2 separate regions of the Capra hircus genome follow, and region 1 is linked to region 2. A link is a contact called in public Hi-C data. All regions are on one chromosome and are shown on one strand. Each heading gives the region's core, a stretch centred on a gene start, on an enhancer-like site or on the middle of the called end of the contact. The rest is flanking DNA. Distances are from core to core; before and after follow the strand shown. Region 1 overlaps EXT2 (exostosin-2). Region 2 has its middle 20 kb from the start of CD82.

Region 1 (6,040 bases), core at 605-3,104, 410 kb before region 2:
TGTGACAGATGAAGGAGTCATGCTCAGGGTATCGACATAGTAGGTCGGCATCCGGTGTTGGGGGCTTGTTTGGTAAGGATCTTAATTTGTGGTCTACAGGGGTACTTTGCATTTTCAGCTGAGGACTCAAGATTTTTTTTTCATGTCTCAGTCCATGATGCGTATTGGCTGTTTCATTTTTTTATTGCTACGTTACCAACCACTACAAACCTTACAAACAACAGCAGCACTAGCAATCATGTGCTCGCTCAGGATTCTGCCATCTGTGCAGAGCTCGCTGGGGATGGTTCATGCTGGCTCCACGTAGTCTCTGCGGTCTTCCTGAGCTTCCTAACTGTGGGCAGCTGGCTTCCAACGGCTACAGGGTCTTTTAAAGCCGGGTTTCAAAACCCCCAGAATCTTACCTCTGCCACTTTCTCTTGGTCAAAGCAAGTCCCAAGTCTAGCCTGGATTCGGGTGGAAGGGAAAGAGATTCCATGTTGTCAATGGGCAAGTGGCATGCGCGTTCATCAGTGGGAAGAATTTTTGGCATCTGTCTTTAGAAAGAGATCTACCTCACTGGCCTTTCTTTTCCTCCGCCTCTCCTTTCCTCCTTCCCTATTTCTTTCTTCATTTCTCCCTTCCATCAAAATGTGCCAACTATCCCCTTATTATAAAACATCAATATATATTTATTTAAAGATTAGTCCTTTTTTCTCTAATACCCTTTTCCCCTTTCTTGATATTTTCCTAGTGGTGTTTTTACATTGTACATTTTGTTATAGTTTTGTGTATCTCATTTGTATCTAAATTCCTCTAAGGTAGATCTTTGCTTTCTTCTTTAGGTTCTCTATGAGGTTTGAATGAATGAATGAATGAAAACTTTAGTATATCAAACAAAGGGCCAGTTTGTCCAGATGAAGCATCAGTTTTTGTTAGGCAAGTATTTAAAAAACAAACAAACTGTCCGTCAGCTATTCCACGTCTAATTTTTCTTGCTTGCTCAGCGCTCCTCTTCTTAGGCCCGACATTAACCAGCTTATGCTTTCAGAGAATTTGTATTTATAGAATATATTCTATAGTAAATATATAGCATATTCGCACATGTACAAATATTTATTTACTTTATTTATCAGTTCAGTTCAGTCACTCAGTTGTGTCCAACTCTTTGTGACCCCATGGACTACAGCACGCCAGGCTTCCCTGTCTATCACCAATTCCCGGAGCCTACTCAAGCTCATGTCCATCAAATCAGTGATGCCATCCAACCATCTCATCCTCTGTCATCCCCTTCTCCTCCCACCTTCAACTTTTCCCAGCATCAGGGTCTTTTCAAATGAGTCAGTTCTTCGCAGGGTCAAAGGTCCCTCTTCGTTATTTCATCAAATTGCATAAGGGAAAGAAATGGGCCGATTGAAAATGTACCCGGGTCCTTTCAAGGGTCATCTGTCTCCCTGAAGGCTTCATTTTTCTCTCTTCTCCCCTGGTAACCAGGAGTGTGAGGAGGAGGCTGTCGGGGTCATTATGTGTGCGTCGGTCAAGTACAGCATCCGGGGTCCCGCCCTCATCCCGAGAATGAAGACCAAGCACCGCGCCTACTACATCACCCTCTTCTCCATCGTCCTGCTGGGGCTCATCGCCACGGGCATGTTTCAGTTCTGGCCGCACTCCATCGAGTCCTCCGGCGACTGGAGCGTGGAGAAGCGCAGTGTCCGAGACGTGCCGGTGGTCAGGCTGCCGGCCGACAGCCCGGTGCCCGAGCGCGGCGACCTCAGCTGCCGGATGCACACGTGTTTCGACGTCTACCGCTGCGGCTTCAACCCCAGGAACAAGATCAAGGTGTACATCTACCCGCTGAAGAAGTACGTGGGCGAGGCGGGCGTCCCGGTGAGCAGCACCATCTCCCGCGAGTACAACGAGCTGCTCACGGCCATCTCAGACAGCGACTACTACACCGACGACATCACCCGCGCCTGCCTGTTCGTTCCGTCCATCGACCTGCTCAACCAGAACTCGCTCCGCGTGAGGGAGACGGCCCAGGCGCTGGCCCAGCTCTCCAGGTATCCGCAGGTCTCCCAGAAACTAGGGGCAGGGGAGGGCAGAGCTGGTTTCCAGCCAGCAGCTCATCTTCTGTCTCCTAGGTGGGCGCGTGGATGGGCGGCTGACTTGGAGGACCTGTGCTTCGGCAGCCGGTCTCTGCACCACCCTCTTGGGCCACTGCTGTGGGTCCCCAACTTCTTAACATGTAGAAGCTAAGGAGGGTTCATCTTCCCAATCCTTTCCTTTTCAATGTAAATGTCTTTCCCCACCTCCCCTCTTTATTACTCACATACACATATTCACTATAAAAAGCTTGAAAATACAGTTAAGCAAAAAGAAGAAAGTTAGAGTCATCCCATAAGCCTGCTTTGACATAATCATTAATATTTTGATGTTGCTTCTCAGTCGTTTATGTATAAAACAGATACAGGGGCACGCATATATGCATTGTAGTATATACATGCACACGTACGTACACATATGTGTATATGTAACATTTTGGTCAAGAGTGGGCTCACACGGCAAAGCGTATTCTTTCTGCTGCCGGTTCCCCTTCATTTACCATGAATGTGTTTCCAGCCAATTTCATCTTTGTATGTCAGTGCCGTGTGACATATACACAGAATGTGTATTCGCATATACAGTTCTGTGTGGGACTCCATTTTGCACACGTTCCCCAATGTCCTTAATTAGCCTTCTGTATTTCTTTGTGTTTCTGTAACCAAATGGTGAACACTGTGGTAGCGTTCAGATTTTCATCAGCGTAAGCAGTTCTGCAGTGGACCAGCTTGGAGGACACACGCCCTGGCTTTCCTTTGGAGGAGCCAAGCCAGTGCCCGCATGCACTGGCGATCTCCAGGCATGCAGGTTGCCCTCCTGAGAAGTGACCCTGTTACAAGTCAGGGATGCTCGCTACTTGTTGTCCGGCTTCCTTTGTGGCTCATATGGTGAAGAAGCTGCCTAATGCAGGAGGCCCGAGTTCGATCCCTGGGTCTGGAAGATCCTCTGGAGGAGAGAATGGCAACCCAGGCCAGTATTCTTGCCTAGAGAATCCCCATGGCCAGAGGAGCCTGGTGGGCTGCAGTCAGTCCATGGGGTCACACAGAGTCATGGCTGAGCAGCTATCACTTTGACTTGTCATCCAGAAACTGACTTGTCTGTTTCCTCATAGTCGATGTGTGAATTCTACGTTTACTCTCTCAATAGGTGGGATAGAGGTACCAATCACCTCCTGTTCAACATGTTGCCTGGAGGCCCCCCAGATTATAACACGGCCCTGGATGTCCCCAGAGACAGGTAGGTGTATTTGGGGTTGTCCGCCTGACGGGTTTCTGAGGATTAAGTCAACATAGGACCCTTTTGTTCACGTGAAATCATATTTCTAAGCCCACTAGGACATAACTTTGTAATCAGAATCTTTGTTCAAGTGGAAGATTGTCCTCGGTCTTTTCCTCCCCAAGACCTGGCGGCATTGAGACCTGCCAGAACCTGTCCCGGGAAACTAATGGAGGGTCAGGTTCCAGTGGAGCATCTTAGAGGTCTGTCTTGCCTTCATCTGGGTTGTGTGCTCCTGAGCGCACCCTCTTTCCCCTAAAAGGCCTGGTTCGTATCACTGGCTTGTGTCAGCTCTCTCCACATTTGGGAGCATTAAGTAGTCTCAGGTCCTGGGGGGAGCAGGCGTGGACGTGTCTTTGGAGCCTGTAACGTCCGGGAAGTGAGGCACTCTAAGTACCGCTTACTCTCTTCTTTCCTTCCTTCCTATGAAACTTCCAAACAGGTAGAAGTGTCATGGGGTGGCCACGATGGCGATTCAAGTTCAGGTACTGTGTATTGGGCCCTTTTGTACCGACTGCGTCGCTTCCTGGAAACCTCAGAAGGGAGGTGCCCCTTTAAGGTTCTGCTCCTAGTACTTGGCCCGAGGCTCCGAAGAGAGCGGGAAGTGTGGGCCCGGCATGAGGGTCCTGGGCAGCACCCATGGGAGCGGATTACTGTAAGTTCAGATATGAACTCATTTATGACCAGCTCTGTTGCAGTTGATGTTTAATTCTTGAAATCATTGTTACTGAAAGAGGTGAGAACAGCCTCAGGCCTGCTGTGGTCTCTGCTTACTTGAGGCCAACATTGTCATTTGTGAAAATCTACACTTTGTACCGCTTTTCCCCAGAAGATTAAGTCTAAGCCCTCTTTGCTTTTAAGTGCTTATCTAGAGTCAGTATTGAGTTTCTATCTGGAAAGATGATTATCTCTTGAAAAGACCCCAGCGCCATCCCTAAGCTTTGGTGTAGAAACCATTTTGGACGGTAGAGGGCAGTCAGGCCACACAAGTTCTGTAGAAACCCGCTGAACACAAGGTGATCTCTGATTTGGCTCTTAGCCCCAGCGTTCCTGAGTGTGTTACTGTCTTATGCATTTGCTTGTTCTGGGAAAGTGAAATGTGTTAGAGGACAGAAAAGGGAAGGCAGAGAGGTGCTGGGAATGCAATGTCTTCACCTGCTGTTCTGGGTTTAGTTTGGGAAGGGTTTATTTCTGTTTGGGACATGTCGGTTCTTGCTGACACTTTGGTATATGTATCTGATTGGGAGAAAGATTTCATTTTTATCGAGTGCACATGTTAAAAGGAGTTTCATTTCTCTGCAGGAAAGTGTCAAGTAATCAGGAGAGAGTTGAAGTTCTTGCTGGTGCTTAGGTGTTAAGGATCAGGAAGGTTAAATCGTTTTCCCTGTGCATGTAATTTTGGAAGTGATTATAGGCAGTCCTGTAGCAAGTAATGAATCATCGTATAGTCCTCCTTTATCTTTCCACGTGGGAAATTTCATTTGGAAGCCGAGGTGGTCTTCAACTGGTTGGAGTAAGGAATAGTAGATTTGCTTGTTAATTTTTCTGATTCTTTGTTCTTGCTCTGGATTCAGAGGAGGCAAGAACCATGCGTGTAGGATAGTTTTAGCAGAAGCTGCGTATCTGGTTATTCAGAAATTAGAAAACAGGCTAGATTTAGACTGTTTCTAAGATGTCCCTGAAATCTAAAGTCATAAGTGTGATTTTTTTTTTTTTTTTTAAGAATTATCTGACTCAGGAAGATGCAAGGACCAGGACTAAAGCAAATGTCAGCTCAACAGATAATCTTTTATCCTGGGTTTCTCTTTCAGTTTTTGAAAATCCTATGTATGGTACACATATACCTTCTGGGTACAAGGTTGAAACAATGTGCAAGTATTCAAAGAGGAAAGTGTAAAAATATGTTTTCAAATTTTCCTCTGGTTTTACTGTTTTACTGAGAGGTAATCATTGTTCTCAAATACTGTGTATTTTGTGAGTCTTTGTTTGATGGATTTCTAGTCAAACACACACATATATTCACCTACCCATTTTATTTTAAGTCAAATGACAGCAAATTATACCTCTTCAATGCCTAACTTTACTGATCTTTGTTTTCTCAGATATATTCTGTAATTTTATTACTGCTTTAGATTTTTGTCATCTTTTCTTTGCAGGTATCTTTCTCAAATTTTTACTTTTGTATAGGTGTATATTTATTTAAACTTCTTAGAGAAAAATGTAAACCCATATAAAAGAAGTACAGTGAGCCCCACATAACCACTGTCCAGCTTTGTTAATTGTCAACTTGATTCATCTGTACTCCTACTTTCTCCCCACCAGATTATCTAGAAACAGATATCAGATGTTGTATCATTATGTCTGTAAATATTTCCATTTGAGACTGCAGAAGAGGTTTTTGTGTATAACTCAGTGGCTTAGTCGGTAAAGAATCTGCTTGCAATGAAGAAGACCCTGGTTTGATCCCTGGGTTGGGAAGATCCCCTGGAGAAGGGAATGGCTACCCGCTCCAGTATTCTTGCCTGGAAAATCTCATGGACAGAGGATCTTGGCGGGCTGCAGTCCATGGGGTCACAAGGAGTCGGACATGACTAAGTGACTGACACTTTCAACTTTTTTCAAGGGCTTTTTAAAAAACGTAACAGCACTAATATCATCCCTACAGCAATTTACATTCAGTTCTTCA
Region 2 (6,196 bases), core at 95-2,594:
TGGTAACTAAGACTGCTACGTATTCACTTGCCTGTAATCTTGTTATCGCTGAGGAAGAAGTACGCTGGGGGAGAAGGCGCCTGTTAGATAGTATGTTGGCAATAGGAGGGGTGGAGCAGCGGAAGCCTCCTCTCAAGGGGAGACAGAAGAAGGGGGATGACCTTTTTAATGAGCACCTATCGTGGTCTGGCATACAGCAACCCTTATTCTACAAGGCTCAGAGAGGTTAGTTCATTCGACTAAGGTCACACAGCAAAGAGACTCAGATTCGTCCCTGGGTCTTTCAGACTGCCAGTTCACGCTTAGCTTACTCTGTCCTTGAGAATACCTCCCCCAAGGCCATGTGTGCCTTCAAAGGTACAACGGGGGACCCACAAGTGGGTGGGGTAGAGTCCTTGGGGGCCGAATCCTGCTGTGAAGGAGGGAGTGGCCGGGCCAGCTGTCCCCTTCCTCTGGCAGCCCTTGCTGTGGGTGATGAGGGTGTCTGCGCCCACCTATGCCGGTCATGTCCCGGGCAGTGCCCCTCTGCCTTGAGAAAACGCCCCGTGGTCCTGGGAGTATTTTGCTGACTCAGACACCTGAGTGGGCTCCGTCTCCCAGGGCCCGGCGCTTCCAGTTTCACTTCTCGTTTCCTGCCGGTGGGTTTGCCCTTCCATCCCAGCGCCTGCCACTTTGAGTCTCTGATGTCCTGCTTCCCGGCTGCCATCTTGGTCCCCATTAGGCCAAGTGGGAGGGGGCTCAGGACCCAGGAACAGGACGCTCGGGACAGTGGGCCATCTCCTCTGCACGGGTGCGGCTCCTGCGGTTTGGTACCCCAGCTGGGGAGGAGGCAACAGCTGGATGGGGTGGGACCCCAGGCACCCCCGGTCTGCCTAATCCTCGGAAGTGAAAGGCCCTCGGTCGTGTCGGACTCTTTGTGACCCCTTGGGCTATACAGTCCGTGGAATTCTCCAGGCCAGAATACTAGAGTGGGTAACCTTTCTCTTCTCCAGGGGATCTTCCCAACCCAGGGATCAAACCCAGGTCTCCCTCATTTCAGGAGGATTCTTTCCCAGCTGAGCCTCAAGGGAAGCCCTAAAATACCGAAGTGGGTAGCTTTTTCCTTCTCCAGGGGATCTTCCCGACCCAGGGATCGAACCCAGGTATCCTGCACTGCAGGCAGATTCTTTACCAGCTGAGCCACCGGGGGAGCCCGCCTAATCCTCAGGGCCAGCTGTGGGTCAGGCTGAGGGACCTCGTCCAAGGTCAAGGGAAGGTCGCGCTCTCAGCGGTCAGCACTGCTTCTCTCGTGCCGGGCACCCTGGGCAGGGACCCAGGGCCTCAGGTCCATGTGCTATGAGGTCCCCTGAAGGCGGGGTCCCGTGAAAGGATGACTGGCCCCCTCTGCGCCCTGTGGCCCCATCGACACCACCCACCCTGTGCGTGCCTCTGGGACTGCCGGATCCTCTGCAGCTTCACGCTCCTAAACTTCAACCTAAACTACGGCTATATCCCGACTCCTCTCCCCGCCGGCAACCCAGCTTTGTTTTCCAGAAACTTCCAGCTGGTCTAAGGACACCGGCCCATGTTTAGTGCGGAGGCCGTTTCCTCCCTCCCCGGCCCTGGGACAGACCCAGCTCTACGCCTCCAGCCGGGGAGCCTCGGACAGCTGTCTCCTGTTCCTCACGGGTGAGATGGCGATGACCCCTCCAGACCCCGCCTTGTGCCCTGGGTTGTTTGGAATATGAACCCGAGCTCCCATGGGATGAGTCACCCCTCTCCCAGCCTGGGCGTGCCTGGGGCCAACCAAGAGTCCAGAGACCAGCCTTGGCTTTCAGACCTGGTCGCCACCTTACCCTGTAGCCTCGGGGACGTGACCCTACCATGCCTCTGTGCCTTGATTTCCCCATCTGAGCAATGAACATGCCCCTCTTCCCCATTCTTCCCACTTCTCCCATCGTCTAGCTGCTCAAGGAGCCAGTGCCCGGAGGGTCTCAGTGGCCGGAGCCCCGAGGGGAACAGCTCAGTGGACCTGGTCTGGAAGCCTGGGGAGGGTGAGGAGGTGGGGTGAGGCCGCAGGGTCCGAGCTCCCCCCACCCCAGAACGCCCACCATACTCACATCTGCAGCCCCATCTGGAACAGCCGGGCCCCACCCCCACACACGGTCCAGCAGCCAGACCTCCAGTCCCCCTCCCCTCCCCTCCCTCTGCCTTTCCAGCCACCCCCGGATTTGTACCCATAATCTGCATATTTAGCAGTTCACCACGTTGCAGGCCAAACCATAAATCCTTCTCTGGCGGGACCCTGGGAAAGAGTCCCCGCGTTTCCACAGAGCCCCGAGCCCTGACCTCTGAGACCCCACTCCTCTGAGTCTTCAGGCCCTGAGGGGCATCTGCTCAGTCCTTAGGTGTCCTCTGGCCCCCAGAGGCTGAGCCACACAGCTCGGAAATTGGAATAACTGAAATGATTGGAGGAGGAATCAAAGAGAAAGAATGGTTTCATCTGACTTTTAGGTCACCGAGTGAGGTGGACTGGGCAGTACTTTTCTCCCTATTCTGCAGAGAGGTAAACTGAGGCTCTAATTCTGTCCTCAGTCATTCAGGGCCAGCTCAGCGACAATGCCAGGGTGACATGTCATTTCTCAAAGGCCTGGCCAGTGCAAGTAAACTTCCATTTCTTAAGTCTGGAAGCTGCTAGGAACTGTGGAAACACACAGCAGGGGGCCCATACACTTGGCCTCTAGTCCCCACTCAGTTCTGTAGTCATGGCAATGGGCTCGGGCCCTCTGAGATTCTTTCCATCACCCATTTAATCCTGAGCTCTCTCCAGCCTCCTGATGCAGCCTCCCCAGACTCTCCAGCCCCAAACTCAAAGGGGCAGGACCTTTTAGCGTCACTGATTCTCCTCAAAGAAATAGGAACAGACAGCTTTGGAAAGTTTTTACCAACAAATATGCAGAGTAGACCTCTTGGTACTCCTAACCCATCAATGAACCTGACCCCGCTATCCCAAAGTAGCAGGCATTAGCATCTTCTGAGCTCCTTCTATGGATCTGATGCTACAGTGAGCGCTCTGGGAGGACTTTCTCATTCAATCCTGATGTCGGCCTTTTAGAGAGGGAGGAAGACCATGAAGATGATGAAGAAGGTGGTGCTGGTGAGTGGCAAGGGCCAGATTCCAGGCCAGAGCTGTCAGACGCGGGGCCTGAGCTTTCACTCCCACGCTAGAGCCCACGGCCACGGATGTCCTTGGGAGGAAGGAATCCACCCAAGCTCTGTGCTCCGCTGCTCCCTGCAGCCTGGCCTGCCCCACGCAGCCCACGTCGGCTCTGGATCCCAAAGAAGTGCCCGCCTCCCCACTGCTCCTCCGGGGTAGGCTGGGGCATCTCCCACCCAAGATTTATGCCCACAGGTGTTCTCCACAGCCTGCCCCTGCCGCCCGGGGTCCGGCCCCTCTCCCAGGCAGAACTGGGTGCTCATCAGGGAAGGATTTGGGGTTCAGTATGTTCTCTCCTCTCTATTCATGCGTCTAAAATGTGCCTCCTGTCAGACACTGTTCTGGTGATGGAGATACAGTCATTTAAAATGGTCCTCGGTTCTGTTATCTTCAGAACAAGCTACTAATAGCCCTGGGCACCCCTTAAATGTCCACTGATGGATGGAACAAAGAATTTAGAAGGGAAATGCAAAAAGCCACGCCTGAAACGGGAAGACCAGGCTACACATGTTCACCTTGCTGTTAACTTCCTCTGTGACCTTGGACGAGTAACTCACACCCTGGGCCTCAACTTCCCCGTCTGTCAAATGGGAGGCCTGGACTCCAGCATTCGTGAGCCTCCCTCACTCCTGGTCCCCACTCCCAGCTTCTGCCACGTGTGCCTACCACCTGTAACTCTATTAACTAAATATTATTCTTGAAATCAATGTACGCTTTCTGACTCGGCACATTTATTTTAAAAGGGAATTTTGAATCACTTCTACAAATTGAAAATTGCAGTATCGTTTGCCAGAAGAAATAAAAGGTAACCAGAAAAATAAATACCATGAAGATAACATAGTGTTGTTAGTCTCGCTGGAAACTCTCCTGCCCAAAGCTGCGGTCCCATTGCCCACCTCTCTCTTCTGCCCATTCAACTGGCAACTGTTCTGGGAGTTCCTTCCATGTGCCAGCCACTGTTCTGGTGCTAGAATAAAGCAATTAGAAAGAAATAGCCGATGAAGGAAGGGGAATCCCAATTGCAGATGAAGTGAGTATTGGGAGTGGTGGGGGGAGGGTCTCAATGTGAACTGGAGCAAAGCTTTGAAGGGAATGAGGACAGAGCCGCGCGGATCTTTTTTTTTTTTTTTAAAGACAAGAGCATTCCGGTTAGAGAGGACAGCAAGTGCAAAGGCCTTGAGGCAGGAGTGGTTTTCTGTGAGCTGGGGGAGGGGCCAGCAAGGTGCGAATCGTACGAGGCTGCAGTTAGCAGGGGAGGTTGGGAATGTCCAAGGGGGGTTACAGGTGGAGGAGCAGCAAACTGAGGCCTCCTCTGGGGCTTGATCAGAAAGAGGGAAAGTAGTGAGGGGCTGACAGCTCCCTGGCCCTGTGACTGAGCGCTACGTGCTGCTGGGTCTTTGTGGCCTTCTAAAGTCATCTTCTGGAACTACAGGGGCACACATCCTCACTGCCTGCCCATGGAGCTCACCTCGGGGCAACTGGGGTTCTTTACTCCTCACCTGGCCCATGATTTCTTGTGTTTCCAGGCTGGACACCAAGCTCAGGAGGTCATCTGAAGCGGCCTACAGACGCCCAGCAGGCTGGACACCAAGCTCAGGAGGTCATCTGAAGCGGCCAGAGACGCCCAGCAGGCTTCCTTTCCACCTAGTGTTTCTGTATCTGCACATTATATGTCCTGCCTTCCTGCTAACCCTGGAATATTCATTGGAAGGACTGATGCTGAAGCTGAAGTTCCAATACTTAGGCCACCTCATGCGAAGAGCTGACTCATTAGAAAAGACCCTGATGCTGGGTAATATTGAAGGCTAAAGGAGAAGAGGGTAGCAGAGGATGAGATGGTTAGACAGCATCACCAACTCAATGGACATGAACCTGAGCAAACTCTGGGAGATGGTGACGGACAGGGAAGCCTGGAGTGCTGCAGTCCAGGGGGTCGCAAAGAACTGGACACGACAGAGCGGCTGAACAACAACAACCTTCCTGGACAGTCTGCACACACGAGGCACGCATTCATTCATCCAACTAAGCCGCACACATCCCTTCAGTGGTTAGAACTGCTCTAGGTTCAGATCAGTGCAAGGAGGCAGACACAGCCCTGCCTCAGGGACATACATGTGGGTGGGGAGGTGAGAGACAGGGCCAAATGATTTTAGCTGTAAGAGCTGTGAGGAAAAGACACAGTGGAATGAGCCTTGGGGAGGGGCAGGGCCACCTTAGGGTCCTTAAAGACGCCTCTTTGAGAAGCGACGTTTCAGCTGAGCCCTGGATGATGTGGCTCTCTGGAGGAAGGGGAGTCCAGGCAAGGGACACAGCCAGGGCAAGTGTCCTGGGGCGGGTACAAATCTCTCACTAGAGTGAAGGCCAGTGCAGCTGGAACTTGGTGAGTTATGAGGGAAGGAGCAGTTGACAGGGGGTGAGGAGAACAGGGCCCAGGGCGTGCAGGCTGAGGCTGGGTAAGGAGTTCGGCAGGCTGGAGCAGGGTAGCATCTTCAGCTTCAACAGACGGCTCCAGATGCTGGCTGAGAACGGACCTGAAGGAGAGCTAGAGGAAGCAGGCGTGCAACCAAGGTTGTCTGAGTGAGACGGCCTGGTGTCTGGGCTGGAGGTGGGGCAGATGGCGTGGAGGCTCTCGTCAGGAATCTGTTTGGAGGGAGGGCTGACAGAAGTTCTGAGTGGACCTGTCTCTGTGCTCTGCGGGTAGATGACCTGGGGGGCAACTCCCTGCAAGGGCCAGGTCTAGTGAGTGCGTTAAGCAACCAGCTTGTGAGCCCTGAAGGGCCTGGGTAATTCCTCACATGTCCTCAAGAGGGCAGAGTATGGCTAAAGAAAGCATCGGGAGAAGCAAGGGCTGGATGGGGCTGGGCAGGCTCGGAGGCAGGGCTCATCCCAGCTCCTGGGAGTCGGGAGCTGGCTGGAGTGAGGTCCCAGCTCGAGAGCATCCTGGGAGCTACGGCGGGCCGGGCCTGGAGCTGATTAGCCACTGGGAGGGGACCGTGAAGG

What was found. A called contact is a pair of places that touch in the nucleus more often than the background predicts.
Region 1: a Hi-C map of liver shows a contact between it and region 2, with 4 times the contacts expected there. The contact joins two enhancer-like sites. A contact is called at or near these places in 3 of 5 Hi-C or Micro-C datasets (blood and liver).

The regions. Positions count from the first base shown.
Region 1 is chr15:8,782,720-8,788,759 of ARS1.2, reverse strand. It overlaps EXT2 (exostosin-2), which reads left to right. Exons shown (of 14, transcript XM_018059215.1): 2 at 1,474-2,039; 3 at 3,226-3,315. The coding sequence starts at 1,504. Among named protein-coding and RNA genes, the nearest start is that of EXT2, 13 kb to the left of the region's middle. Within about 2 kb of position 1,854, at least 1 of the 5 cell types and tissues checked has an H3K27ac peak or open chromatin away from gene starts, as enhancers often do.
Region 2 is chr15:8,376,654-8,382,849 of ARS1.2, reverse strand. No RefSeq gene overlaps it. Among named protein-coding and RNA genes, the nearest start is that of CD82, 20 kb to the right of the region's middle. Within about 2 kb of position 1,344, at least 1 of the 5 cell types and tissues checked has an H3K27ac peak or open chromatin away from gene starts, as enhancers often do.